Regions from separate parts of the Gossypium hirsutum genome. Here region 2 is linked to region 1. A link is a contact called in public Hi-C data. All regions are on one chromosome and are shown on one strand. Each heading gives the region's core, a stretch centred on a gene start, on an enhancer-like site or on the middle of the called end of the contact. The rest is flanking DNA. Distances are from core to core; before and after follow the strand shown. Region 1 holds the start of LOC107886463 (meiosis-specific protein ASY1). Region 2 holds the start of LOC107886468 (ELMO domain-containing protein A).

The links. A called contact is a pair of places that touch in the nucleus more often than the background predicts.
Region 2: a contact with region 1 is called in a Hi-C map of leaf, with 2.2 times the contacts expected there. The contact joins the promoter of LOC107886468 here to the promoter of LOC107886463 in region 1. A contact is called at or near these places in 4 of 34 Hi-C or Micro-C datasets (leaf and petal).

What each region holds. Positions count from the first base shown.
Region 1 is chrA03:92,243,188-92,245,807 of Gossypium_hirsutum_v2.1, forward strand. LOC107886463 (meiosis-specific protein ASY1) reads right to left here and starts at 1,281. Exons shown (of 23, transcript XR_005916284.1): 1 at 1,090-1,281; 2 at 926-982; 3 at 226-322; 4 at 62-130.
Region 2 is chrA03:92,454,106-92,456,725 of Gossypium_hirsutum_v2.1, forward strand. LOC107886468 (ELMO domain-containing protein A) reads right to left here and starts at 1,327. Exons shown (of 9, transcript XM_016810436.2): 1 at 188-1,327.

The sequences.
Region 1 (2,620 bases), core at 31-2,530:
AAGGATGCGACAACGATGAAAACAGGAAAAAGAAGTGAAGAATCAATGGAAAACAACTTGCCTTTCTCCATCCAATCAATCAGTCTACGAGACTCTGCATCCAACGGCATCAGCTTCTTGATCTTCATCTCTAATGATATTTGTTACGATTTTGAAGAAATTAGCCAAAGAGGTTTTGGAAATTTTAAAATGAAATTTGTGAAAGTCTTAGAAGATGAAGCTTACCTAAAGCAGGGACGGATTTATCGTTGAAATAATTTTCTGGAAAAAGGCCTCTGATATAGCTAATATTGAAAATAGCAATACGAAGCAAGTTCCTCGTCTGTCAGGAGAAAAATCAATACACAAAGATGAGATCAAGTTAAATATATTTATAATCAAAGCTTCAATTCCAAAAGCTTCTAGGTCTAACTATGATAATAAAAATAAGAACTCGGGTCCATTGTGCAGCAAAATTCACGAGAGAAACAGAAAAACAGAGCAATTTTCTCGCGAAGTTGCGATGAACTATAAGGAATCAGTACTGAAAAAAAATTTAACGGCAGGCATTACCAGCTATGAGAAAAATTTTCATCGAAGCGACAAAGCAAAATTAAAATGTTCAGATCTGCAGACTATTGGTACATAAAAAGCCTTTAATATCCAAGTTTCCTAGAGAAGTTAAATTTCAGCAAAAAACGAGAACAGAGATTTTGGCTTCTGCCTACGTTGCATTTATCAGATTGAGTTTATCGATGCACTCAAATTTTTGAAGATAAAAGAAGGAACTATATTACGATCAAACAGGAAAAAAACAGAGCAAAAATTTATGTAGCGACTAAGTATAGAACAGCAAACAAGCAAACTTAACGCTGTGTTGAGACATCAAATCAATGCCAGGGGAATCAAAGAAACGAGCTAGAACTGGATAGTGGAAGTGTTTTACCAGAAGGAGAGAATCTTGCTCGGTGATCTCCGCTTCTTTAACCTTCTGCGCAACAACCTGACAAGATAAAGCGGTACAAGTTATAACGAGATTGGAGTAGAGAAATACAAAGAAAACGTGAAATCGTGATTATGGATAGGAAATGCTTTGATTTTAAAGCCCACCATTGTTGTAGAATTTTGATTGAGAGAGCTAAGAACTCAAATGGCAGAAAGCGAGGATAAAGAGAAATTTTCAGAGAAAACTAGAGTGTTTGGCTTGGAAGTTTGAATCAAATTAGAGAGAGAGAGAGAGAAAGTAAGTAATGGCGGGAGAGAAATGAGCTTGGAGAGTTAGGGAGTCGCTATTTATAGAAGGTCGGTACATGAAATTTAAATTTTAAGCACGGCTAAATTAAAAATGCAGATGGTGTGTTTGAACTGTAAAGTGTGGTGATGAGGGATGAAATTGTTATTTTACATGAACATTAAGGGCGTTTTGGTCTTGGAATGCTGACGTGGCAGCTTCAGCTTGGCCAATACATCATCAACTAAGCACTGGTTGCCGGGACTTGGAGTCCGTTGAAGCACCGTACCCGCTCTGCCAATGAGAGACAGTTACATGAAAACTAGACGTCCGCTGAGCACCGTCGCGAGCTTGCTCATGAACCTCCATTTTCCATTTTCAAATAAAATGAAGGCTTAATCCATTGTTTATCCTTTTTTTTTAACAAGCGAGTAAATTCTAATTCTAATTTCTCTATTTTTTAAAATTATAAAAATAATTAAATTTCAATTTATGATTATATTTCACTCAAATTCGAGATTTAATTTATATATTTTAATTTTAATATAATTTAGTATATCAAATTTTACAATATCATTAGTTAATTTGAATATTTTATTCTAATTAGAATGGTGATATAAATTTTTAATAATTAGTAGTACCGTTAAATTTTTTTATTAAATTTTAGTCAATTACAATTTTTTTATTACATAAATAATAAGTGTTTTTTTTGTCAAAATTATGCATAAATGTTATAAAATAATATATAAAAATAATACACATGATAAGATACAAAAGTAATGCAGGAATGTACATAAAGATGCATAAGATAATACACAAACAATGTTATAAAATAATACATAAGGATAAACACAAGGTTTGCAATGCATAAGTGAATAAATAAAATAATGTTAACCTCAAGAAATTCATAAAAATATATATAATTATCATCCTTATTATCCTAAAGAAAGAATTTATGATCATAAATTATTGTCGTATATATATCATGCATTACATAAATAAAAGTTATATATAGTACATAAATTCAATACATTAACTCTACGTTTGGTTGGGGTGAATAGAATAAGGGTATAATGGAATAGAAATGTAATGGAATAAAGTTGTAATAGAACAGAACTGTAATCAGTAATTTAATTATTTGGTTCAATGGAATTGAATAGAGCTGTAACAATATTTTTATATTTGGTTGGAATGGAATAGATGTTGTAATAGTATAAGGAAAAATATTTAAATGACCAGAATACCTTTAGTAAAATTTTTTTAGATAAATGATTATTGTTATTGTTATTAAATTTTAATAAGATTATTATTAAATATAATTTAATAAAAAGTAAATAATTTAATCATATTTTAACACAATTATTATTAAATATAATTTAATAAAATAATATATAATTTAATAATATTCTT
Region 2 (2,620 bases), core at 77-2,576, 210 kb after region 1:
ATTATTTTTCTATTGTAAAAGAAGAAAGAAAGAAACGGATTATACAGAGTTAAAGAAAATCGACAACTATATAATCTACACAACTGGTGCGAACAATAAGGAAGTAAAAATCGGTGCAAAAACATATATAATTTGAATTTACAAAAAAGAAAAGAGCATGGAATTACAGAGATCGAGGGAGATATACCTGAAGAAGCAGAGGCGTGAGAGCAACGGTTAATGGAAGAGGAAGGAGAGAGAGAGCGGATCGCAACGCAGCTTCCTTGATTCCTAACTACACTACTCATTCTCTAATCTCACAAAACGTCTTTTAATCGGCTTCTCAATCTTATTATTATACAGAAAACAACGAGAGAGAAAGAGAAAGGTGCTGCTGTTGCTGTTGGCCTCAGGATTCTTATGCGAGTGAGTGAGGTAGTGGGATAAATAAGAAAAAGTCAAAACTACCCTGATTTTTTCATCATTAGTTGTTGAGAAAAATGAACAATATATAATATTAATTAATAATAAAGATATTAAAGATAAGGGTAAAGTAGAGTTTTAGAAAGATAAAAGAGATATCTCTTTTTTAAGGTTTTAACTCTTATCTATGGAGTTGTTGTATGCATCGCTTGATGAAGGCAAGAAGTCAAAAGCGGCATATTTGAATCCACATGGCAGGTCCTCCTACAAAACACTCCCGACCATGCTCTGATATAAGTCGGCGAAGCTTTTTCAACATTAAAAAAACTCAAGTCCCACTCTCCTTTCAGAGATTGAGTATCACACATCTAATCATTGGAGTACTGAAGGTGGAAGGGAGTAGACGTAACGCGTGAGTATGTGAAGTGGGACGAATCATGAAAGTTATTGCAGCTTCATGTATTTGGAAGCTCAATTAACTTGCAGTGTGATGTCTTTTATTGATGGGTGCTCTGAATTTACGATTTGATATAACTGCCACGTGGCTTTATATGGCTGATATTGAGCAAAAGGCAAATCAAATGAAAGGAAGGTTTGGCTTTGGTGGTGTTGTTTTTCTTTTGAGCCTTTTAGAGGCTGCAGGGCAATACACCAACACGAATCATGGATGTCACCCACGCTGTGCCCTACGCCTCGCCTCACTTGGCTACTGCTACAGTACAATGGCAATGTCGGGATTTACCTGCTTCTTCGCATTTAACTCGTAAAAGTTCGAATTAGTTAATGTTAATTCAGTAATCAATTAAAGAAAGTGGGTCATTTTTTAGTTTTAGGTATCCATCATTTTAGTTAAATATTTAGATGATGATTGTGTTGTTTAACTAATTATTAATTTCTTTCAAATAAAATGAGAAACAAAAGTGAAACTTAACGAATTTCAACATATTATACGCATTAACTGCTTGAATTGCTGCTTTTATTAAATACATGGGACGCAATTTCTGCTCGGTAAAAGGAAATGAATTTTAGCACATTTCATGATTATTTTTTCAATTTTCTATACTATAATTAACCCATAACTGAGTTGGTATAAATGGATTAGTAAAATCACAAAGTTTCTTTTTCGTAATTAAAAAATAAGTTAAATTATTCGAGATTAGTTTATTTTTTTAATTTAAAAAAATCATAAAAAGAATTTGAATTCATGTTATTTACATTAATAAAATATTAACTTTATCACTAAATCAAAATTTGATTTTAATATAATATTTACATTTTAATTGTATTATGCATATCTTATTACCTCTATGAATTGTATATCTATACTATAATTGGCCTTATGTAAATAAAGATTAATTATATTATTCGAGGGTATTTTAGTCTTTTACTTTAAAAACAATTAGAAATTTTAATGTGGTTCTATTTAAACTCATGCTATTTACATAAATGAAATATTAACTTTACCACTAAACCAAAGCTTTATTTTAATATAATAATTACATTTTAATTGTATTATGTATACTTGATTTACATTTATGTTTTAAATATATAAATTCTCACACGCATATGCTTGTAATAGAATTTTTAGTATTGATAATATTATTGATTGAGTTGGTATCATAAGTTGATATCAACTCAAGATTGATGACAACATCATAATAAACCAATTGTAGTACATTTGGTATTCTTAATATGACATATACGTGTTTAAATTTTATTTTATTCAATTTAATCTATTTTTATTTTAATATTGTATATATTTTATGTATTATTAATTAGTTTCAAACGATACATTTTATTATTTATTTTATGCTATTTTTAAACTAATATATGTGCTCTAAGTATATAGTTTCTACATGCATATGCGTGTGGTAAAATTTTTACTCTATATTATGTTGGTCTAATTTCTTTTATAACATAATAGTTTTTAGTTATGGATAAATACCAAAAATATAAAAAAAACTTTGACACAATTTACAATGTTATACATAATTTTTAATTTGGTGTATTTGTATTCATCAAACTTTAATTTTGTTTCAATTTTCACATTTCACTAAAAATGTTATCTATGCAGCACAATTTTCCGTTAAGTCATATATAAATTGTTGACATAACATTTTATTAGGTTAAAAAACAAACAACCAGATTTAAATTATTTTTACTTAGATTTTAAAATATATTTTTTTACACAAATAAGAAACCCTTTTCTCAAGTGTGT